Linked DNA regions of Pan troglodytes: region 1 is linked to region 2. Evidence: chromatin contacts called from public capture Hi-C data. All regions are on one chromosome and are shown on one strand. Each heading gives the region's core, a stretch centred on a gene start, on an enhancer-like site or on the middle of the called end of the contact. The rest is flanking DNA. Distances are from core to core; before and after follow the strand shown. Region 1 has its middle 40 kb from the start of MDFI. Region 2 has its middle 37 kb from the start of NCR2.

Region 1 (7,175 bases), core at 4,411-6,910, 300 kb before region 2:
AAGACACTGTTTCTAAAAAATAAAAAGGCAGAGTAAGGACATTGGCTGGTGTGGACACAGGAGGGATGAGCCTGTCCAGCCCCTTCATTTTAGGGAGGCTTAGAGAACAAACAGACACGTACAGTGGGAGAGGAAGCAGAGAAAGAGGTCAAAGCTAAGAGGATGAGAAGCAGTAGCTCCCTTGGATCCCTTGTGGGGCCCTCGGCAGGAGCCAGGCTGCTGGGGTAGCAGAGGTGGTGAGGGTGGAGGATGCAGACAGAGCCCCAGCCCCTGACCCTGCTGTCTTCAGCTCCAGTTCCTGCATCTGTCTATCCCCACCAGCTGCTCGGCCTGCGTTAGTACCTACCTCTTCAGCTTTAGGAAGTTCTGCATGTCCAACTGCATCTGCTGGGCGGCCAGCTCCACCATCTGTAGAACAGGGCCTGGGAGGCTAGAGTTGGAGTGGCAGCCCGGGAGGGGGTTGCAGGGCCTTGGAATGTGCTGCTTGGAATGCCATGTTTCCATTATCCATGGTTCCTTTAAAGCAGAGATTCTTCCTTTACTGTTTGACGCCATTAACTTAGATGAGAGTCTGATACATGCTACACACCTTCTCCCCAGACAAACGCACACATAGCCTCCTAAAAACTAACCTCAGGTTCAACACTCAAGCTCTCAACTCATGCCCCGTGCTCCATCTCAAAGCCCATGCCCCTCCCCTGTCTTTCAAGCTGCCTGGCTCAGCTGGAGCCGCCAGAGAGCCCCTTCCCAGGCACCTGGGTGTACCTCCTGCCCCTCACCTCCTGGGACTCCTACCTCTCGGGGCCCAGGCCCCATCCCCCTCTCAGACTTCTCCAGCCTCATCTTTTTTCTTTGCTCTGTTCTTTCCGAGGGGGGCAGTGGAATTTATACAATATTTAAGCAGCCAGAGCCGAGTCTGGGAAGATATTATTAATGTAAAAGGGACGGGCTGCAAATGCTTTTGGACCTGGTTACAATTAGAGGGTGATTTTTCTAAAGGTCAATGAATTCAGATAATATCCACAGGGGGGAGAGAAATTTAATACCTTTTTAGTGAATTAATTAATTATAATATTATATCGGCTTGGGGTTCTTTTCCAGAGTGATTAAGGGAGTGATCTGTCTTCTGTGAGGCCGGAGACCGGCGCCTGCCGCCAGCGAGGACCCTGGCGCAGGGCTCAGGATGGGGGGCCCTTCCCTCTCCTCTCACCCATGCAGTGGCCAAGGAGCTAGGGGCTTGTTAGGCATGAAAGAAGACAGGCCGGACCTGGTCAGGGCTGAGGGTGGTGCAGGTATTGGCCTTTCCCCTTGGCCTGTCTCCTCCACCCCCGGGTCTGGCCCTCCTGCTGCCATGTCACCAAGCCTCATGCCATGGTGGCCTGAAGAGCTGAGGTGTGGGGTATGGCCTCCTTCTTTACACTTGGAGAAACTAAGGCTCACGGGCTTCAGGGACATGCCTTAGCCCCACTGTGGGTTAGGACAGACTGAAGTGGCAGAGCTGGCTGGAAATACCGAGAAGACAAGAAGGACCTCCCTAATACCTCCCAAACCAGGCCTTCTGGAAAATCTCCACCAGCCAGAGGTCTGTGGAGCTGCCTGGGAAGCTTCTCCATCTCCAAAAGAGGCTCTTTCAGGGTGTATAGTGTGCCCAGCCTCTGCTTATAAAATGAAAATGCCCCAGGAGTATTGATACCTCCAGTTGCTGTGAGGCCTAAGATTTCTGTCCCTGGAGGGATCTGAAAGTGGCCAGGGAGTGGTGCTTTTCACCCATTTATTCATTTATTCATACTCAGTCAAATGTTCATTCAACAAACATTTGTGGCACACCTGCTCTTATGCCATCAGAGAGACCTAAATATCACCTCTTGAGCCCCTGCCCACTTCATCTTAAGCCCCAGCTGCTCATCTAAGCAATGGAGGGTGGGGTGGGGAGAGCTCCATGGTCCCTTTCTGTCCAGACAGCAGTCCTAACTCAACCTGAAGGCAAGAAGACTGGCTGGGATGCGGTGGGTTTGTGGAGCAAAGTGGGTGCTCATTCACTCAGCATACCCTGAGCACCCACTTTGAGCTGGCCCTGTGCTGGGTGTGGGGATATGTGGGTGGATAAAGGCCAGCTGGTCCTGGTAACAGAGTGGGCACAGGGAGGCAGATGTGAGCCTGCAATCATGATTCCGTGTGGGTTCAGCAAAAGGAGTAGAAGTGACATTAAGCTGGGTTGTGAGGGACCAGACTGACAAGGGGAGAGGGAAGGCGCATGGAAGGAGAGGGAGGGGCATTCTAGGCATTGGACACAGAGTGTGCAAAGGCCTGACAGAGGGGGGTACCTGCAGATTAGAGGGGATGGTGGGACAGTAGATGAGGCCGAGTGGGCGGCCACCTTTGTCCCCACCCACAGGCCCAGGCATGTTGACAGGAAGACAAGGCCATAGGTCGGGTCCAGGAAGGCAGGGAGCAGCAAAGCCAAATAGACTTGCTTTTCTTCCCTTGTTTTTGAGACAGGGTCTCGCCCTGTTGCCCTGGCTGGAGAGAAGTGGAGTGATCATACCTCACTGCAACCTCAAATTCCTGGGCTCAAGGGATCCTCCTGCCTCAGCCTTCTGAGTAGCTGGGACTACAGACACACACCACCACACCTGGCTAGTTTTTGTATTTTTTGTAGAGATTAGGTTTCACTATGTTGCCCAGGTGGTCTCGAATTTATGGGCTCAAGCCATCCTCCTGCCTCAACCTCCCAAAATGTTGGGATTCCAGGCGTTAGCTGGTGTATTGCACGCTGGGCCCAGATTGCATTTAAACGTTGGCTCTGCCATGACTTGCCATGTGATGGAGCCTCTCTGTGCCTCAGTTTCCCTATCTGTAATGGGAGATTGCAGTGTCTACCTCCTAAGGATGTTGTAGGAATTAAAGGAATGACTGAAGGGAAGAAGTCGGCCCTGCATTTTGCACATGATGTGGCTCCAGATATCTTAGACCGTACATGGCCCTCGAGAGGGTGGGTGGGTCAGGGCCATGCCTTCTATTGTGCCCGAAATTCCTTTTTCCTCTCAAGGGGGTGCCAGCAAAGGCCCTACCCTGGGGACATTTTTTTGGGGGGAATATCAACATTTTCCTCCCCTCATGGCTCAGCCCCATCTTTCCCCACTCCCTGCCTCTGTCCCTCTTCTCCCTTCATGCAACATCCCCTCCACCCTGACTCCCCCGCAGCAGCCTCCTCCCCCACCCTCTCCTCTCTCTCCATGTGCGGCGGGCCGGGGAGGGCCTTTCCATTGTACTATCTTTGGGCCCTAAATTAAAATTGATGACATCTTGAAATGAGCAGTGAGGGTAATTTTGCTTCTGAGCCGGGATGCTAATGAGGCCCCTTAATGGTGCAAACGCGGAGCTGACGGGTCGTGTGTCACGCGCCGCAGCGAGGGGGGTAATGGCCGCGGTAAGTGCCGGTAATTACACCCTGTCTTGCTGTATTTTGGCAGGCCTGGTGGGAGAGTGGGGGCTCAATCACCACTGGCGGGGGCACCCCCCACCCAGCACGGGACTGACAGCCAGAGATACCCACTTCCACCCAGCCAGGCCCCTCGACTTCAGCCTCACCTAGAATGAGGGGCCTGGGCACAGCCCCCTTGCCCCATGCACACATGGCATGCAAAACACATAGTCACACATGCCACAGTCAGACCATTGTGCACCCCCACCCCCACTCCACACATAACTCCACAGCCTGGGCACTCCCCCGGTATGCACAAAGCACACGCATAGACACACACACACACATGCACACTCACCCGTTATGCTCCCCCATACACTTCTACACTCTGCAGATACACACTGCTCCATATACACAGCCTGCACAGCACAGACACATGCACGTGCACACAAATACATTCTCAAAGAGCACACACACGTGGAGCGCCTACTGTGCTCTATGAGCTCTATGTCTGCCAACTCTACTCCCAACTCTTCTGAAATAGGTGTTATTCTCATTTGATGACACAGAAACTGAGTCTTGGGAGATTTAGCAACTTGTATAAGATCACACAGCTAGGCAGTGACAGAGACAGGACTGGAATCCAGCTGTTTTTACTTTGCAACCTTTCCAGCCCCCATATTTCCTCCTATGTATGCATGCATATACACCTCTCACTGCACAAACACACGCATGCATGCACATGTGCACAGTCATCACCCACAGATCACGTAGATCCTCTGTGCACCCAAAGACGCATACAAAGGCATTGTTCAAATACCTACGCATTGCTGACACACATATGCAAGGTGTGCTTGGTGTGTACACACAGATGTGCACTTGTGTCACATGGTGTTTGCACCCCTCACATGTGGTGAGCAGGATATCATGGAGAAGGAAGCCTAGATTCCTACATGGGGAACTAGGCATATAGCCTCTCCAGGCTTCGGCATCTCAATCTCTAAAGAAGGGGAAATAAACACTACTCCACTTCCCTCCCCAGCACTTAACTGTTGTTAAGGCAGAATGACAGCCACACAAAGGACTGTGACGTGCCCTCCTACAAACCCCCGGCAGAATCACACACTGGGTGCACGTATATGCATTGTATGAGTGTGCATGCACTGTCCAAGTGGCGTCTAAGCTCTCTGTACATACAACATTGTATTTAGACACATCTCTGCACACACACTGTACACATGCTGTGAATACACATCACAGCACCTGTGCAGTACCCTAAGTGTACCTGCCAGTGAAACTGGAAACCCCACAAAGCCCGTGGGTACTTGTCATGTGTATATACTACATCCCTTCCTCCTCCCCCCCAAAAATATGTATCAATTCTATGATTACGGTAGAGGTTAAAAGTATAGACTTTGGCGTTTGACCGCCTGGGCTCTGCATCACTTTATTTGCTGTGTGACGTCAGGCAAATTACTTAACCTCTCTGTGCCTCATTGTCTTCCTCTGTTAAATGGGGATAATAAGAGTGCCTCTGCCTCAAGGGATGCTGTCAGATTAAATGAGTTGACAGATGTAAAGCACTTAGTGCCTGGCACGTAGTAAGCCCCAGTGAGTGTTGTGATAAGGTGTACAACTACAACAAAGGAACATACCTCGGGGTGTGGCAAGCACCAAGGAGCAGGCAGTGGAAGGCAGAGGAGGGAACACTCATATACGGCTGGGGCAGTCAAGGAGGGCCTCCTGTAGGAAGCGGGATTAGGGCTGAGCCTTGAAAGACTGTAGTTTCGTTTACTGAGTTCCTGCTCTGTGTCAGGCCCTGTGCTACGTGCTTTATATGAATTATCCCAGTGAGCCTTCTGCGAACCCTGGGAGGTGACCATGGTTATGTCCATGTTAGAGATGAGGAGGAAAAGGTGCAGAGAGACTCGGTAACTCGTCCAAGGACAACAAGGGCCTAGATAAGAGAAGGAGAAGAGGCACAGGAATTCCAGGCGGGATGTGCAGCTTGTGTTAGAAATAGAGCAACAGATGGGAAACACACCCAGAGGGCCTTCCTTGCTACACTGTCATAGTTTCCAGTTAATGAGAAGGGGGTGAGCATCTGGAGGGGGGGCTGACCTAATTGCTGTGTCTCTTGCAGTGACAACAGGGACCTGTGGGGGATGGGAGCGGCTGGCACTGCCCACAGCATGCTCAGGGCAGGGGCCAGAGCTGGGCATCTGATTCACCTCCCTTGCCCCCTCTCCCACCAAGAGCCAGGGCCTGACCCAGTTCGGGAAGAGGTGGGTGCTCCCGCTTAGGCCCTGGAGACCAGGCCTGGATCCCTGGAAAGGGACCTGGACAGGTGAGAAGCATGGAGGAGTTGGTGAGGGGTCAGTGAGCAAATCTCTGCCCACTCCACCCTGAAGCCAGCACCGCCGCACCCCAGGGCTGGTTCCTGGAGATGCCTACATGAGGAATAAGCTGTGGGCCAGGAGCTGAGGCTCCCCTCAAACCGGCCTTAATATCCCTGTTGCCTCATGTCCATTAAACTGTGCAGGGCCTGACAAGCTCATTCACCACCCCTTGAAGAGATCATAGATTTTTTCCCCTCAGTGTTTTTCATGGGCTGTTCCTATTTGTAGTGCAGTTCTTGACATTCAGCAAACAGCTCCCCACAAATAGCCTCCTGTCCCCCAACCCCACAAATAGCCTCCTGTCCCCCAACCCCACAAATAACCTCTAGCCCTCCTCACCCACACACCCACCCTTTTATCTTGCTAGCATAGAGAAGGTGGGGGGCTAGGTGGGGAAGGAGGGGAAGGGCCATGGCTTCCGAGGCCCGGGACGTGGGTTGGCATCCCACCTCCTCCCCTTCCTAGTGTCGGGGCTTGGGGAAGTCCTCCACCCTTATCTCTGTGCCTTTGTTTTTTCCTCTTTGGTCAGGTGGGGACAACAAGGCAGCCTCCCAGGCTGGGGTGTCTCTAGGGTTGGTGTGAATCACATCCAGCAAAGCACTTGGCCCATGCTGGGGTGGGGGTGTTACCCAAGGAGGGATCACAGCATTTATTGTCCAGATCAGGAGACTCTGAAAGTGGAAGGGGACACTATTAAAGATCACACCAGGGCAACACATGACAACTGGGACTGTCTTGGGAGCAGCAAGATGAGTGATCACTGGTCTATGAAGTGTCTGTAGCCTTTCTGTCCATCCTGCCTGGTGGGATGGGCTGGGGCGTCTGTGTACACACATGGAATGGCTAGGGCTGGGCCACCTTGGGGAAGCAGAACAGGCTGGGTGCGGAGGTGTATAGAGAGGTGGGAGCAGTCTCAGGAGCCGGAGGTGACATCCTAGACACAAGGAAGGTGGAGCTGTTGGGAGTGGCCCCCAAGCCTAGACAGAGGAGAGGAAATCTGAGGGTGGGAGAGTAGAGTGGGGGGACTCAAATCTGCAGACAGGCTTGGAGGTATGAACAACCTCCATTCCAGATCACAGTGACAGCCGCCCTCGTGGAGCACCTGCTTGGCAAAGAAGGCACTGCTCTGAGTACTTTTCATGCATTTGCTCATCCAATCCCCACAACAAGCCTATGGAGAGGGTACTATCCTTGTCTCCATTGTACAGAGGAGGAAACTGAGGCACAGAGGGGTTGAGTAACTCGCCCAACGCCACACTGCTAGGAAGGAAAGAGCTGAAATTTGAGCCCAGGCAGCCTGCTCCTGTTCCCTGGGGGCCCTCCCTTCTCCTGGCTCTGCAGAGAAGTTAAGC
Region 2 (7,119 bases), core at 3,389-5,888:
CCAACCTCCAGCGGAAGAAGTTAATCCCGAGCCACTCCCAGCTCCAGCCTCGGTCCTTACCTAGTACCCCAGACCCAACCCTATTCTGTAGCCCTCAGATTTCCGCAGCCTGGCCTCCGCCTCGGCGTCCACGTTCGCCTTGCCTGAAAGTCGCGTTCCATTTTCAAAGAAGCGGTTTAAGCCGACAGGTCCCAAGGGGATAAAAGACATCTCACCACTCCGCCCCAACTTCCCTCATCTCACACCCCCTCCCCAGGCCTGGAGGCCCTCGCCAGGTAAATGAGACCTAGGAGCCAGATAAAAGAGGGGTTGCATTTCTTTGCAAACTCTTCTGGCTTCCCCCCCCCGACCTCCCCCTCGTCCCTCCCCAACCAGCTGCCTTCCCGCCCCGGCTCCCGCTCCGGGCTGGGGCGCCAACTAAATCTGATCAAAATGCAATTGCCAAGTCGTTAAGGTATTTGAATTAAAAAAAAAAACAACTCCCGAGAAAGAAAGTATTTGATGGCTAATAATCTCATTTCAATATAATGGGACCTTCTTCTGCAGAGAGCAAGACAGGTTAAGAGATATAATTATGACTTTGCAAACTCTCTCCCAAGCGCGTGAGACGCGCTGACAGGTCTGCGCGCGGCTGCGCCTGGCTCCGCTCGCTCCAAGGGGAGACGCTTTGTCTGCAGGGCCCGTTAAAGAGACATGGTCCCTTTCCCCCCCCTCGGCCTACACTGCAATTTAACTGTCAGCCGCATTCTCGCTCCGGGATCAGTGTCTGAGTCCCACGCGAGGGTGGGGGTTGGGGTGAAAGAGGGGGACCGGACTTGGAGGAGGGGGATAGGAGGACAGCGAGGGGCTGACCTGTCAAACACTGTCCATGGAACCCGGAGCTGGGCTTTCAAATCTGTTCCTTCGGGAACTCCTTGAGGTCCCGTCTACACAGCAGGGTCCAGGAGGGGCAGTGATGAGGAGCGAGGGGTTGGGAGTAGGGGAACGACTCAGGCAGCGCAGATTTATCACCCTCTCCAAAGTGGCGCTTTTTGAAGGACCCAAGAGGAAAGGATTCCTTCCTGCCATAATTGCTGGGTTTCAGCTGGCAAAAAGGAACCGATTTAGGAAGCTGGGAAGAGATGGTGGCGGTGGTGTTCATGTCTACTTTTTTTCTACTTTTAAAGAAAACTTCTTTAAAAAGAAAACTACAATGGGGGAAAAAATCCCCATATGACGCCCGGGTAGGGAATCTTTGAGGAAAGTGGAATTCTCCCGAGCTTACATCTTGCCCCTTCACGAAAGTGCGAGAAGGGAATCTCTAATGCGGTGTATACGTGTGTGCAGCGGGAGGAGTGGAGGCCAGCGAGCGGCCCCGTACTGAACTGGTATTGATTGCAGCTCGGGTGGACAGACTGCGGGAAAGTCAGGGCCTGGAGCTCCAGAGGTGTTGGAGCCCCGGCAGCAGAAGAGCTGCGCAGTGCTGCCGCGCAGAGGGACCCGGAGAGCGGGCTGGGAAGTCTAGGCGAGTGCGCACGGGTGTGAGCATCGCTCCAGGGAGAGCGCTCGGCTCCCAATCCCGCGAAGTAATTGGGAGCTGGAAAGCTCAGGCAGGGACGCAGGGAGACTGCACTTAAGCCGTCAGACACTCTTATCCCGCGAAAAGGAGCTGGGAATAAAGAGGACAGGAAGCCCGCGTGGTCCGCGTCTTCGCCTGCCCCCGACTCTCTCGAAGCCAATCGGAGCTTTACGCCTGGCACATCCTACCGCCTTCGGTGCGGCCCAGCGTTGCGATGCAGGAATTCGGAGGAAGCGGGTGCGCCGCCGCTCCTCCCAACACTCTGGGCACCGAGGCTCGAGCACCCTCATCCCCAGTGGTGGCCTGGAGGACGCTGGCCACGTGTCCTAGAAGAGGGGTGAGGCCATGGAAAGTCCCGAGGCCCCTGCAACTGGCTAGGCGCCCCCTACCACCCCTCCCCCCGCCACACGGCGTAGCTACCCCATCTCCAGTGGTGAGGCCCTCTTGCCGAGGTCCCAGGATTTCTTCGCTCTGCGCCCGGGACTGTTTCTGACTCCTTCCCGCTTTGCGCACGCACGTGCAGCCACCGCGACTCTCTCGAGTCATTCGCGCAGCCGTACAAACGAGGGTGGCGCTGTCGCGTCCTGCGTGGACTACGCGCAGGGCTGCGTTTCCTCGAAGTGAAGTTTGGACGCGAATGGGGTCAACTGCATCCGCCGGTCGGCTCACTCTGCTGGTCCCGGACGCAGGCTTCTCTGCCGCGGAAGATCCAGGGAAAACTAGCTCCCGCACCAGGAGCGAGGCTCGCCTGGTCTGTCCAGGTGGACACCCCCACTCAGCATAAGCTACCCCTTCACCCTCTGTGGGCCCACGGTGGCCACACCGTGCCGGATCAGGTCAGGCCTTCCGCAGTGGCGCCCGTAGTTGTCCCGGCCGCACCCTGCAGGGTGAGCAGGGGTCCTATCTGGAAGCAGCCCCCCACGCCCGATCCACTAGGGGATAGTTCGCTAAGGCAGGTTTCTGTCGTTCCCAGTCCTTTTTTTTTTCTTGGTGTTGAGTGATCCCAGCGCGCGGTCGCCGCAGGGAAGCGTTGCTCGCAGGAGCCCGGTGGCCTCGAGGGCGCAGGAGGGCTGGGGATCCCAGGGTGGCGGTTCGTGATGGGGCCGAGACCGCTGTGGGGAGGGGGCAGGAAGGGCGCCGAGGACCGCTGGCGGAGGTCCCGGCCCGGTGGGGGGCGCTGGGGATGGCGGGCGCAGGCCCAGCGCGCCGACGGCGGGGTCAGGGGCGAAGGGGCAGGCGGAGGGCAGCGCGCGGGGAGCCGGCGCGGCGGCTCGGGTTACCGCGGCCCGACCCTGCCACCCGCAGCTCCGGCGCGGGGGCTGGGGCGGACTCCGGCCGTACCCCGCTGTTTGCATTTCTCTGGCAGGCGGCGGAGCTTGGGTTGAAAGGAATCGCCTTCATTTGGAACGTTGTTTATTTTTCTTAACTAGCCAGCGCCGACGGACGACCCCGCGAGCACGGCGGCCGGACCCGGCCGATCCAGCGCTAGGAAGGGGTCGGGACTGGGGGCGGCCAGGCGAGGTGGTGCTGCGAGCGCCCGCACTGGGAATGTGCCCCGGTGCCCCAGCGGCCGGGATGGGGGAAGGGTCGTGGCGGGCCCAAGGACTTTCTACCACGTAGGAAAACAGACTTTCTCCTGCCAGAGTTATCATACCTTAGCTTTGACCTTGCCTGAGCCGGGGCAGCGAAGTGGTTAAGCTCTTTGGGTTTGGTGTTTGGTCGCCTTGGGTTTCAGTTTCTCCTCCTCGGTTTTTAGCTCCACGACCTTGGTCAAGTCACCTTTGTGACTCAGTTTCCTCGACTCTCAAATGGGTATAGTATGGTGCTTTGCTCCTTGAGTTGCTGTCAGGATTAGATGAGACAATGCACCCTAGCGCAGGAGATGGAACTTGCCAAGAGCTTAGGAGACGTCAATTCATTTTGTGGGGGCTGTGGCGCAGGGTAGGTGGGGTGGGGGTAGCCAGCAAGCGTGGGGCCCACAGAGAAGGGGCTTGAGCTGGAAACCCATGACTCCCAAGCTCTGGGGAAGGTGCGGGCTGGGGAGAGTTCTGAGCGTTTTGACATGAAATGAATAAAATGCAAATGATATTCAAAGCAAGATGCTAATGAGGATCTATTCTTTGAGCGTCCACAGCCCCGGCAGTGCCCATAATAGTGGCGGGGCTGGTGTGAACTCGAGGATGGGCAGGGCCCTGCAGTGTCTCGAGTGTGTGTGTGTGTGTGTGTGTGCGTGTCAGCGCGCGCCTCCTCCGGAATGTGCGTAGCCGGCTCCGGGTGTGCTCGCGCCGACATGAAAATGAGGTCAGGGAAGGTCGTTCCACTCTGCAGCATAAATCAAGGAGGAAAGGAGAATGGATGTGAGAGACAGTCCCCGGAGACCGCCCCGAGAGAGGCAGAGCGAGGGAAGAAGGAGGAGAGAAAAGTTCTGCGTAGAATAGGCGAGAAGCGGGCCCAGGCGCTCTCCCTCCCCGAGCTTCCGGCCCCGATGGCTGAGCCGCGGCAACACCGCGTCCTTAAGCCCCCATCTCCTCCCCCATCTCCTAAACCTTTAACTCTTTTTTCTTTCTTTGCCCTCAAACTTAAATGTTCCTCCTCTAAGCGCTCTTTGTGTGAACAGTGAAGCTCCTGCCCCCAGCCTCCCCGGGAACGTGTAAGTGCCCACGCGCACACACCAGTCGCACGCGCAATCGCACACTTGTTACACGAGTGCTCAAGCCGGGGCTCGCGGGGGAGTCCTGCGGAGATCAGAATAAAATGTTCCAGAGAGGGCTGCTTTCCGCCGTCCCCCTGCCCGGCTACTGCGGCCCGGGCGCGTGCTTTCTCCACGCAGTCCGCGTCTGTGGCCTCCCCAACACTCTGCTACCGTCGTCCCCCGGGCTCTTCCTGCTCTTCGCCCTCCGCCGGCCGCCCAAGGAACGCGCAGCTCCAAGCCAGTACTTCCCTGTGCGCTGTCCTGAGACTCCGCTGGGGATATCCGGCTGCCCTAGGCCGGAACACAGGCACAAGTCCGGGGCGATCGCTCTCTGGGGAAGCAGGGACAGCGTCCCAGAGCCCAGGGTGAGAGAGGGAGAGGGATGTCGGTCTAACTACCCAGCATCTTCAAGACACCAGGACACTAGGACCAGAGGGAAGGATGCAGGGAGCAGGGCTGGGGAAGAGGAAGCAGTGCATAGAGGAGGCTGTCCCGTGTCTCTCTCTCTCTCTCTCTCTCTCTCTCTCTCTCTGTGTGTGTGTGTGGGTTCCTGTTGCCACTCCAAGAATGGGGAGAAAGCAATGAAGAGATGAGCTGCGCCTACGGTCTGTGCTCTGGGCCCAGATCAGACTTACCTGCTGCCGTATTCTCTTCACCACAATGAATAACAGCAACAAGATGATGCCGAATGCCACACAGTAGGCACAAAATAAGCGCACAATACATATTGAATTAAATTTACCAACAGCTGTCACTATCACGATCCTTCCTGAGCCTCCACAGTATGTAGATTAATTAAGTCATTCACTCATTCCACAAATATTTAGCAAGTGCCTATTAAATGACTGAGAAACAGGAAGACAAGATCCCATCCCTCAGGACGCTTATACATTCCTGGGTCAGAAAGACAGGAAACAGATAAACACAGTCACACAACATGGTATCAGGCAGGATAGCCCTTTGTGCTGTGAAGGAAAGATGAAGTGGGCCAGAGAGGAACTTGGGGAGGAGACAGAGACCCAGAAGAGAATGAGCCGTGCAGACTTCTGAAAGGGCAGGGTCCCCGCGGAGGGAACTGCAAATGCAGTGGCCTAAGATGTGGAAAGTGCCTGGAATGGAGCTCAAAAAGGAGGAGAGAGGGTGGAGGTGAAAGGGAGGGTCAATGGAAAGTCAGGAGGGTCAGATTCTGTAGTGTTTTGTAGGCCATGATGAGGGAGAGAGTGTCTTGAATTATATACTAGGTGTGATGGGAAGCCAGTGGATTTTTTTTTTTTTTTTAGATGGAGTCTCACTGTCTCCCAGGCTGGAGTGCAGTGGGGCAGTCTCGGCTCACTGCAGCCTCCACCTCCTGGGTTCAAGTGATTATCCTGCCTCAGCCTTCCCAAGTAGTTGGGATTACAGGCACCCGCCACCAGGCCCGGCATTTTTTTTAACAAAATTTTTTTTCAGTAGAGACGGATTTCACCATCTTGGCCAAGCTGGTCTCAAACTCCTGACCTCAAGTGATGCTCCCATCTCAGCCTACCAAAGTGCTGGGATTAGAGGCATGAGCCACCGTGCCGGGCTGGAATATTTTTTAAAAAAGAGAACGATGTGGGCCAAGTGTGGTGGTTCATGCCTGTAAACCCAGCACTTTGGGTGGCCAAGGTGGGAGGATCACCAGCCTGGGCAATCTAAGGAAATCCCATCTTTACAAAAACTAAAAGGTTAGCAGTCATGGTGGTGCGCATCTGTAGTCCTAGCTATACTGAGGAGGCTCAGGTGGGAGGATCGCTTGAGCCCAGGAGGTCAAGGCTGCAGTGACCTGTGATCGTGCCACTGCATTCAGCCTGGGCAATGGTAAAACCCTGTCAAAAAAATGCAATTTTTGTTTTCAAAAACGATAAACAAAGACTAGAGAATTTAATTTATCCATGGGTTTCAGGTTTGAGTATATATGTTTTTTTATTTTTGAGACGGAGTCTTGCTCTGTCGCCCAGGCTGGAGTGCAGTGGCACAATCTCGGCTCCCTGCAACCTCCGCCTTCCAGGTTCAAGCGATTCTCCTGCCTCAGCCTCCCGAGTAGCTGGGACTACAGGCACCCACCACCACGGTGGGCTGATTTTTGTATTTTTAGTAGAGACAGGGTTTCACCATGTTGTCCAAGCTGGTCTTGTACTCCTGACCTCAGGTGATCCGCCCGCCTGGGCCTCCCAAAGTGCTGGGATTACAGGCGTGAGCCACCGCGCCCGGCCCAGGTTTGAGTATTTCTTAATCAATGATCTCCAAATGTTTCCCAGTCCAATGCGTTAAATATGAACACTTAGGCAAGATTGCTCCGGAAGGCCCGGGAAATACTTGACCGGCTTATGCCCCTCCCACTCCTACTTTTGAGGAAGGTGCCCGGAATGGGACATGGATAGGGTCCCGGAATTGGCCTCCTCCGGAATCGGAATCTGAGCGAGGACTTCGGGATCCCCAGCCTGAGGACCTCCGGCGTTTCCACTCCCTGGCTCCCCGTCCCACCTGTTGCCTTTGCTATGCCTACCCTGGTTCTTTTTCGGGCTGTGGAGACAGCGTGGGCAACTCCAGCGCAAGAAGGTAAGATCCGGTGTCTCTCTGACGCTCCAATTCCGCTGCTCCTTAGGCGGAGGAATTCTCTCCTTTCCCCCAGTGAGTCTAGTTGTGGGCAAAGCAGGCTCCGTGGTCCCACACCGCCTCCTGGTGGTTATAAAGGATACTGCAGCCGGGGTTGATACAAGATACAGAACTTTTCCAGCGCCGACAGGGGGCGCAGGAAAAGGCTTACGGATTGCCTGGCAGGTGCCAGGTGTTTTGCACGGCGTCTCACTTACTTTATTTAATCAATAGAGTAACTCCAGAAGAGAGA

Evidence for each region. Capture Hi-C pulls out chosen DNA fragments and counts their contacts.
Region 1: a capture Hi-C map of stem cell-derived neural stem cells shows a contact between it and region 2, with 5 times the contacts expected there. The contact joins two enhancer-like sites. A contact is called at or near these places in 4 of 7 Hi-C or Micro-C datasets (blood, induced pluripotent stem cells and stem cell-derived neural progenitor cells), 1 of 1 datasets of contacts at active chromatin or transcription factors (stem cell-derived excitatory neurons) and 1 of 1 other capture datasets (stem cell-derived neural stem cells).

Annotation. Positions count from the first base shown.
Region 1 is chr5:47,559,281-47,566,455 of NHGRI_mPanTro3-v2.0_pri, reverse strand. No RefSeq gene overlaps it. Among named protein-coding and RNA genes, the nearest start is that of MDFI, 40 kb to the right of the region's middle. Within about 2 kb of position 5,660, at least 1 of the 24 cell types and tissues checked has an H3K27ac peak or open chromatin away from gene starts, as enhancers often do. A contact at or near this core is called in stem cell-derived neural stem cells, where this site is marked.
Region 2 is chr5:47,254,465-47,261,583 of NHGRI_mPanTro3-v2.0_pri, reverse strand. No RefSeq gene overlaps it. Among named protein-coding and RNA genes, the nearest start is that of NCR2, 37 kb to the right of the region's middle. Within about 2 kb of position 4,638, at least 1 of the 24 cell types and tissues checked has an H3K27ac peak or open chromatin away from gene starts, as enhancers often do. A contact at or near this core is called in stem cell-derived neural stem cells, where this site is marked.